2 separate regions of the Triticum aestivum genome follow, and region 1 is linked to region 2. A link is a contact called in public Hi-C data. All regions are on one chromosome and are shown on one strand. Each heading gives the region's core, a stretch centred on a gene start, on an enhancer-like site or on the middle of the called end of the contact. The rest is flanking DNA. Distances are from core to core; before and after follow the strand shown. Region 1 holds the start of LOC123041538 (probable aldo-keto reductase 3). Region 2 has its middle 16 kb from the start of LOC123045757.

The links. A called contact is a pair of places that touch in the nucleus more often than the background predicts.
Region 1: a contact with region 2 is called in a Hi-C map of leaf, with 4 times the contacts expected there. The contact joins the promoter of LOC123041538 here to the enhancer-like site in region 2. A contact is called at or near these places in 2 of 5 Hi-C or Micro-C datasets (both in leaf).

The regions. Positions count from the first base shown.
Region 1 is chr2B:515,955,861-515,960,901 of IWGSC CS RefSeq v2.1, reverse strand. LOC123041538 (probable aldo-keto reductase 3) reads left to right here and starts at 2,793. Exons shown (of 5, transcript XM_044464137.1): 1 at 2,793-3,094; 2 at 3,186-3,377; 3 at 3,496-3,668; 4 at 3,803-3,905; 5 at 4,007-4,517. The coding sequence starts at 2,870. The coding sequence ends at 4,357.
Region 2 is chr2B:515,854,493-515,859,387 of IWGSC CS RefSeq v2.1, reverse strand. No RefSeq gene overlaps it. Among protein-coding and RNA genes, the nearest start is that of LOC123045757, 16 kb to the right of the region's middle. Within about 2 kb of position 2,562, at least 8 of the 8 cell types and tissues checked have an H3K27ac peak or open chromatin away from gene starts, as enhancers often do. A contact at or near this core is called in leaf, where this site is marked.

The DNA of each region.
Region 1 (5,041 bases), core at 1,544-4,043, 100 kb before region 2:
TCATTGAAAAATAAAAATAAAAAGGAAAGAAAAGGTAAAACTAAACAAAGAAAATAAAAAACAAAAACGAAAGAAAAAGAAAAAGAATAGAAAATAATAGGAGAAAGAGGGAAAAACGAAAAAGGAAAAGACAAAAAAAGGGTTCAAGAACTTCCTTTACGTTCTAGAAGGTTCCAAAAACCAGAGAAAACCGACTAGAACCTGCTAGAACGTTCCCAAAACCGGCCAGTACTGTAGCATGTTTTTACAAATAATTGGGCCGGCCCAGGTCGCTCGCTTGGTGCGAATCACAATCTGCCGCAGGATGCGACAGATAGGATTTTCCCATTTGTGGTCGTGTGTTGTTTTTTTTAGGGGTAAAACCAAGTTGTATTCATCATAGACCACAAATAGTGGGATACAAATTGGATCATAGGGTTGGCCAAGCCATATGTGGCGCCCCTGACCAAGATTAAGATAGTACTATGTGCTTCGACTTTAGCTGCATGACTTTCAAAATTAAAAAAACAATTCATAGTACTTGACTTGAGCCTAATTTCACTAATTATAGCACCAAAACGACCTTTAGATCCCTTACTGATGTCTAGGATAACCTGCTTGGAGTCCGAGGAGATGACAAAATTTTGAACGTGAAGATCTTCAGCAAGGGACAGGGGCTCTCTGCATGCGATGGCCTCAAGGGTTGCCGGATCCTCGAATCCAGCTATCACCAGTGATGAGCTGCCAACATAATTGTCGTTGCTATCACGGCACACTGCTGCTACAGATTTCTCTCATCTTGCACGCACCCGGGCGTCCACATGGATCTTCATGAACCCAGCCGGTAGAGCCTTTTGGCGTTTCTGAATAATTGCAGGCAAGTTTAATGCTAGTTGGGTAGGTTTTTGCTGCTTATCCCTGATCATGTTGAGCTCGTTTATAAACCTTTTCGCAAACATGAAGGTCGATTGGAGTCGTGCGTTGGTGTTGGCCTAAACAAAGACAAAGGTCATCGAGCCACCATCAGAATTTTCGCATGGCGGAGACGGGCGGTGACCCATCAGCACGCACTAACCCCCGGCCCAACCCTGGACGCTAGTTGTCATGGCATCTGCCTCCTGGACGCACACGTTCCTTTCCCCCGTGGTGTGCCCATCCATTGCAACAGCTAGCCACCGTGGCGTCCCACTCGAACCGCCCCGCCACTTAGTGTTGTTAGAGATATATTTGAGATACATGTATTTGGCAGTCTTCGATTTGTAATCCGTCTCCTATCTTATCTCTAGAAGAGTCTTCTTGCCCTTCAAGTCTTGTACGCAATATATACTCGCCCTTCAGGCTCAATAATATATCTATCATATTCCGTCAATCCCTCTCTATTCCCTTCTAACATGGTATCAACCTAACCTATCCAATCCTAGCCGCCGCCCACCGCTTCCGCCCCGCGCGTCACCCCCGGGGAGGTCAGCCTCCATGATCGCCGTCGGGGCCACACCGCCCGTACTTAGGATTCGTCCGCCGGTCGTGTTGACCGGTTGCTCTAGAAAGTCTTTTTCCCGAACCCTTGCTCAGGATTTTTTCTCTCTCTCCCGCCGGTCATCTTGATCAGTGTTTCTTTTTTTGGTTTTCCGATCTAAATCGGTTTGCGTCGCCCATCGCCGTCGTCGACCCCCTGTGGCCTCTACTCCAACACCGGCACAAACCGTCCGGCTCCATTACTGACCCGGGGGCCTCGCACAACAGGCGGCCCCTCACGTCCGTCGTCCGCACGCCGGCCCGCCCATTGATCTACGTCGGCCGTCTCCGTCCTGCTCCGACAGGGACTCCTGCATCGCCCCGACCCGGCGGATTCAGGCCATGCGGCGGCCCATCATAGCCATTGTTCGCGCACCGGCCCACCCATCGATCCACGCCACCGCATTCGCCGCGTCTGCACGGCGGCCCTGCGGTCTGCCTCGACGGCCTCGTCCCTGGCTGCGTCAGGCTCATCGGCTGCCTAAGCTCGGGCGCCGCTGCTACGTTGGTCGCTCCGGCCTCGCTGCCCGGGTGCCGACGCTGTTTTGGTAGCCCGGCTGCCGGTGCTGACGCGCTCGTCCGCATGTCGTCCCACGCCGTCCGCCGGCTTCATCTCGGACTCCGCCGCCATCCCGCCTTCGCCGAGCGGTGTCTCCGACTAAACCTGGGCAAACGTCGGGCCGGGCCGGGTTTCGGGCCGGGCTTGTAAAAGCCCGACCTTCATTTCTCAAGCCCGAGCCCGGCCCGAAGCCCGAAATACTTCATATTTTCAAGCTCGAGCCCGGCCCGAAATCAAGCCCGAAGCCCAAAAGCCCGGCCCGAGCGCTGTTTTTTAGTACGCGCATGTGCAAGCCCGGCCCGAAGCCCGAAAGCCCGGTCCGAAATACAGAAAAATTGAAGCCCGAGCCCGGCCCGAACTTTCTTTCGGGCTGCAAAACAAAGCCCGAGCCCGGCCCGGGTTTTTTGGGCCAGGCTCGGGCCGGGTCGTCGGGCCGGGCTGCCCATGCCCGGGTTTATCTCCGACCTCGCGCGCGATCGGCTTGATCATCAGCTCACCGTCGACACTCACTGTCATGGAGTACGAAAAATCTAGAAGAGTACCTCACCATTTTTGTGGCGGTGCGGCGGGCGTCATCGATGTGCATTTCAATTTAACAATATATTAGAAGATTTTTTATCATGTCCATTTCAATTTAACGTACGCGACCCTCTGCTCTAGTTTGACAGCTCATTCAACCCGCAGCCTGGTGACCTACTCCATGACGCCCTCGACCGCACTATAAATTGCACCGCAGCATTGCACTCAAAGCTCCCGACCTACTTACTCATCCACCAATCATCAGTCCATCACACACGCAGCGCAGGCACGAACGCCATGGCTGCTGCTCCGGTGGTCGTGCCGCGCATGAAGCTGGGCTCTCAGGGGCTGGAGGTCTCGGCGCAGGGCCTCGGCTGCATGGGCATGTCCGCTGTCTACGGCGAGCGCAAGCCCGAGCAGGACATGATCGCGCTCCTCCGCCACGCCGTCGCCGCCGGCGTCACCTTCCTCGACACCTCCGACATCTACGGCCCCCACACCAACGAACTCTTGCTCGGCAAGGTAGGTTACTTTACTATAGCCACCCGACGTGTTCCTTGGCTCCCTGCACGCGGATGTCTGACCGGCCCGAGTTCTCCGTGTGATAAAGCAGGCGCTGCAGGGAGGGGCGAGGGAGAAGGCCCAGTTGGCCACGAAATTCGGCATCACGCCAGCCAGGGAGGTCCGCGGCGACCCGGCGTACGTGCGGGCGGCGTGCGAGGGCAGCCTCGCTCGGCTCGGCGTCGACTGCATCGACCTCTACTACCAGCACCGCATTGACAAGAATGTTCCCATCGAGATCACGGTCAGTCCCTACTACAGTACGTAGTAGCACTTGTTCAGCTTCGTTTCATTTACAGATTGAGGGCTTGTAGGTATTGACCAGCCTACTTTCTTGACTTCCGTTTGCCAATTGCATGCAGATGGGTGAGATCAAGAAACTAGTCCAGGAAGGAAAGGTGAAATACGTCGGGTTGTCGGAGGCCTCGGCGACGACAATAAGAAGGGCACACGCAGTTCATCCCATCACGGCCGTTCAGCTGGAGTGGTCTCTCTGGTCAAGAGATGTTGAAGAAGATATAATCCCAACTTGCAGGTTTTTGCATTGCAATGACTACACACCTGCTTTCTTTTTTCACAATTTCTTTTCAAAAACCATCTTCATAGTGCTTATGATACGTCCTCCTTATGTAATCCCAGAAAAAACTTACAAATTGTTTTCTGTTTCAGAGAACTTGGCATTGGAATTGTGGCGTACAGTCCACTAGGCAGAGGTTTTCTATCCACTGGACCTAAACTGGTGGACACATTACCAGAGGACGATTTTCGCAAGGTAATGAACCACCCATGATCCTTCATTCCTACATGCGGTTTAGCTAGCTTACTTTTCTCCTTCCTCCTTTTCCTAACAAATGTATCCCATTGCGTTTCTAGAATCTCCCAAGATTCCAACCCGAGAACATGGAGAAGAATGCGGCAATATTCGAGCGTGTGAGCGAGATGGCTACAAAGAAGGGTTGTACGTCGTCGCAGCTCGCGCTGGCTTGGGTTCACCACCAGGGAAGCGATGTGTGCCCCATACCTGGCACAACCAAAGTTGAGAATTTCAGCCAGAATGTGAGAGCACTGTCTTTGCAGCTCAAGGCTGAGGAGATGGCTGAGCTGGAGTCGTACGCCGCCATGGATGCTGTCCATGGTGATCGGTACCACAACGCGTATCTGATGAATCTAAACACTTGGAAGGACTCTGAGACCCCTTCCCTGTCATCCTGGAAAGCCACGTAATTGGGTATCATGGGAATCACTATGCTGATGCTCCGTATCACTGTTTTGAAATAGTTACAAATCAAATAATTTCATGAGCACCCCGTGCATGGAAGGAATCATGGAACCACCAATTGTTTACTCATGCCTCCGTTCCAAATTAATTGACACAACCTCTATACATCATCTATACAATAACAACCTCTATACATCATCTATACAATATTGTATAGAGGCCGCGTCAATTAATTCGAATCGGAGAGAGTAGCACAACCTCCCTACGATACGCTCATAGCACTAAGTAAGAAATACCCTTGTATTTGGACAAGATGTATCCCTGAGTTTCTAATTTTTTGACTACTTGTGGCTCTAATTCTCAATCAACCTTTTACCCTTCAATCCCCTAAATATTTACTTCGTCAAATCAAAGAAAGAAACACATGCTAATATCCCCATTCAAATCAAAGAAAGAACACATGCTAATATTCCCGTTCATTCCCTACCCTGCAACACTGGGAATCTCATTCCTCGCGCGGGTTGAGGGATAGCGACGAAACACGCACCCTCGCCCCGGTACTGGGTCAGGCTGTTAGTCTATTTCTGTCCTTTTTCTTTCTTCTGTTCTTTTTTTTCTTTATTAATTTTTCACTTTTATTTTTATTTTTAGTTTCCAATCTATGAACTTATTGGAAAAATAATAAACTA
Region 2 (4,895 bases), core at 1,313-3,812:
TGCATGGATCACTCTGTAGTATCATGTTTACATGGCATCAAAATTACAGCAGAACAGGAACTAAAATCAGCAACATCACGATGCCTAGTTTGCATGCTTGTGCTAGTCACCACATTGATCACAAAAATACATGGAAAACACCACTGTAAAGAAGACATGGCATAGTTCAAAACACATTTAGGGACCAAGTTCATAGGATGCACACATCAATCATGGCAAAAATGACAAAAGAGCTCGTTCTGATAACAGACAGCAGAAAACATCATGAAGCACTCTTACAACGATGATTCAGGCATCTAGATGACCTCAAATGAATATGATGCAATGGAATGAAATGATGTACTCGTCGAGGCGAACAATTTGACATATTACACGCACGAAACGGAGCTACAGATGCAGAGTTACGGCAGGTCAAACATGGCATGAAAATTGCAAAAATCTAGGACTTAGCCGTTTTATACCTCGCGGGAAAAGTGGACGGGGATGTTCGGGACGGAGAGATCCAGCCGGGACGGGGCGTTTGGATGGTGGGATGGGTGGATCTGATCCACCCATCGATGGATCCGTCCGGAGGAGCTCCGACGAGCTCAAGGACGAGCGGCGGCGAGCTCGCCGGAGTGGAGACGGCGGCCGACGGCGAGGTAGGGCCGCTGCGGGGCGGCGTCCGGCGCGGAGGCGCGCTCCGGCGACGGGGCGGGGCGAGGACGGGGCGGTGAGGAGGAGCCGCGGCGGCTGGGAGGTCGGGCGCTAGGCGCGGGCCGGCGATGGTCGAGGCGGGCGACGCCGGCGATGGCGGCGGGGCCAGGAGAGGCGCAGGGCGCTGCGGGCGGGCGGCGCGGCCGGGCGGCACAGGAGGCGAGCGTAGGCGGCGGCGGAGGGCGCGGGCGCGCCGGCGGGCGGCGGGCGACGTCGGCGAGCGGCAGCGCGGGGCGTCGGCGAGGCGCGGCGCACTCCGGCGGTGGCGCGCGGGCCGGGAGGGCCGCGGCTGGGCCCAGCGGGCCGCGGCGCGAGGAACGGCGGCACGGGACAGGTGGCGGCTCCGGATTCGTCGGGCGGCGGCGGCGGACGCGTCCAGCGGCTGGACGGACATTTCCGGCGTCGCGAGATGGAGGGGGCTAGGGTTTCGGGAGGATTAGACCGCGAATTTCGGGGGAGAGGGCATATTTATAGGTAGATGGAGCTAGGAGAGTCCAAATGAGGAGCGGTTTTCGCCCACACGATCGTGATCGAACGACCGAGAGCATGGAGGGGAGTTAGATGGGTTTTGGGCCACTTTGGAAGGGGTGTTGGGCTGCAAAGAGAGAGGGGCTTTTACGGTTACCCGGTTAACCGTTGGAGTACCAAACGACCTCCAAATGGCACGAAACTTGACAGGCGGTCTACCGGTGCTATACCAAGGCCACTTGGCAAGCCTCGGGCCATTCCGAGAAAGTTTAACACCCACTCACAACAGGGGACAAAAGGGGAACGCCGGAGGGCATAGGAGCGTCGGATTGCAAAACGGACAACGGGGAAAAGGCTCGGATGCATGAGACGAACACGTATGCAAAATGAAATGCACATGATGACATGATAAAATACAACACACAAGCAAATGACCTGGCAACGACGGCGAATAACTGGCAGACACCTGGCGCATCGGATCCGGGGCGTTACAGCATTGACCCACTTTTGGTTATCTATGAGGTAGGACTGCTCCAAAGGAGCATAGTCCCCCTTCTTTTTAGCCCATGCAGCATCATCATTAGTGGCCTCTCTTACTGGCTCTTTGGGTCTGATCGGCTGTGGTTTCTCCACAACCCAGTCAAGATCAGCACAAACAAATGCCAGTTCAACTTTCTTCCTCCACTCAGTGTGGTTGTCACCTCTGAGTGTCGGAACTTCTTTTAGGCAACTCATCAAGTGAAAGCCTCCTGAAATCACAATTTAAGTGACATCAATAAAACAATCATATGCAATAATCTAACGTTGGTCAAATTAAACATACAATTGTCTATGCAATTAAATCTATATTACCGTTGGGCAAAATATTAGAAATAAATGCACCTTTAAATTTCAATAATAAAACATGATCATGTTATTAATAATGTTGGTCATAAAAAATAACATAATCATATCATTTCAATAATCACTTTAACATGCTCTTAAAAACTTAATACTATGTAAACTTTTAGTTTCTTTGTAAAAGAGCACTAATAATTATTTACGCAGCGGAAAAAGCGTGAATAAAAATTCATGAACTTTTTACTTTTTACAGAAACTTTTATTTGACTAAATAAAAATTCATGAACTTTTCTGTTTCTGAAAATTTTCAATTTTCGTTTTCAGAAACTTTTCTTTCACCGAATAAAAAATCATAAACTTTTTAGAAACATTTCTTTGACTTTTTCTTTTTCTGTACTTTTGAATAAAACTGTAAAAAAAATGACAGAGAATAAATCTGCAGCACAGCCGGCTACGGCCCAGCCCGCGGCTGTCGGCCTCGGCCCCAACGCACGGCTCAGCCGCCCAGGCGGCCACGGTCCAGCGCGGCCCAAGCCAGCCTCGCCTCTGCATTCGGTCCGAGAAGCCCGCTGTGGCTTAGGGTTTCGATCACGGCCGTCCACCGCGATCCAACGGCCATGCGCGTAGATCGGGGAAACAAAACTGGCACCGAGGGAAACCCTCGATCACTTTCCTCCCCCCGCGCCGCTCGCGACCTCGCGCTCCTCGCTCTCTCTGTCCCGCACGGGATCAAGCTGCAGCGGCACGGCCGCGCCACCGGCGGCCGGCGACGAGGTGGAGCACCACCGCGCCGTGCGCGCCTCTGCTCCCTTCTCCCCCGGGGCGCCTCTGCTTCCCCCGGGGCGCCTTTCTCTTTTCTCTCTGACCCACGCGTGCCAGTGGCAGAGAGGGACGCGGGGGTGCTTCGGCCGCCGACGACGGGTGCGAGCCGCCCCTGCGCGAGCCCCCTTTCCCTTTCCAGTTCTCTGTTCATCCCCCACAGCAATATAGAGAGAGAGATCCGGTGACTTTCTGATGCGGCGCCCCCGCAGACCCCTTTGCCGGCGAGTGCGAGCACCTCGAAGGTGAACGCGCCGCCGTCAAACGGCTCGGTGGTGGTGCCCTTTGCCCCGTGGGGTGGTTCTTCTTCCCGGATCCTCGGCGTGCCGATGCGATTCGGGATCGAGAGGAACGGCACGACTATGTGCAGCAGCGCAACTTTGTTCTTTTGGGGGTTTTCTTTACCCTGCCCTGCTAGGGTTCTTTGGGGAGAGACTTTTTTCTTTCTTTGTTTTTTTACCGAAAATCTTCTAGCCCGATCTGGCTCTGATACCATTGATAGATCCTTAGATCGGAGTGGGCTAGGAGATCCGGTAACCTACCTTCTCCTGGTGCGGATGAACTCGATCCAGCGCCGGCCATGATGGTGTGGTGACGGCGGCGACGTGGACTGAGATGGCGGCGGTGGTCTGCTTCCTGTGAGCACCGCGCTTACCCTAGATCGGTAGGGATTGTAGGTGGGGATTGTGACAGCGATTAACCTCGTAAGTCATGCCTCGGCCCCCACCTTTGTTTATATAGCGCGGGTCACAGGGGCCCACCAACCATGGTTTGGTTGGGCGCCCCCGATCAGGGCGCCAGTCAGGGGCCCATTCGACTCGTTGGGTTCGAACGGGAGAGAGATCAACCTAACACTCTCATGTTCATTCTTATTGTTGTTTTACTCTTTTGTTTATCAATTCCCCTTTTCTTCCGGTTCGTTCCTTATATGAGGTGTTTGGTTCATCAGAGCCGTTACTGAGCTTAGAGAAATGACGCCCGTAACTGTTAACGTAACCGAAGGAAACACAAACTTGTTTGGTCGCAGACTGTGACGTCAATTAGTTACTCCTTAAGAAAACGAATCTCCTTGGCTCAAATGGGCTGCACCTATGGCACTGGCTCAGATGGGCTGTTTGTGAGGATCAAATTCATATAGAAAGATAAACGAAATCAATACTTGCAGTAATAAAACCGAGAAGGCCTAGGAAACTACAGAGAAAGAAAAATCAGATAGATAGATAGATGGCGAAAGCTGAAAACGCAGACACGGGCTGCGAACCCAGACCTGTCAGGCTGTTCGGTACTGTAGGAGCTGTGGGCGCTGATCATGCGAGGACGCATGGGCGGTCATGAGTGGCGAAAAATTGCACTGTTTAGCTACTGTTACTGCCTCTGTCCCCATAATATAAAAATGTTTATTAAACAAACAAAGCTTGAAAAACGTTGTTACATTATGGATTAATTGAAAATCAGCTACTGTAGATCCGACGTTAAATAGACGCTCCTTGTCTTGATCACAGATGTTGATTAGAATGGCGATCTTGCGAGGCTCTGTTGGTTGGCCTTGGGCGGTGCAGGCTAGACCGCTGGACCGAACCCTGGGCTCCGGTTTCTTCCCTCCTCACTCACGTGCGCCGCTAGCCTTGAAGTAGCTAGAGCCGTCTTTCCATAGGCCGGTCGCTGGGTCAAAAAGTCAAAGACCAGTCAAAGCCAGGATCAGAGGACGGACTGGTCTCAACTATGGGATCGCGTCGGAACTGGCTCGAGTAATCATCTCCCTCGCCGTACTTGTCTCAATAATACGTACTAGTACATATACAAAGTCTCTCTTCACGACGGAGTATAGCAGCCATAGCAAACCTGCACGCCAGCCATGGCGAGACTTTGACCACAGTCGCGTCAAAGTCAAGTTGACTGGACTTTATCCACGCAACGAGGGAAAAAAAACCTTTGGGATCGGAGACAGAGGTGTACATACATATGCAGATGGAACAGGCAGGCGATTTGCCACGATCTTGCTTGCCGCTGCCGCGTGCTGTCTCGTCGGGCGGTGGCAGCGAGTAATGTCTCCTGCGAATCATTTGGTTTCC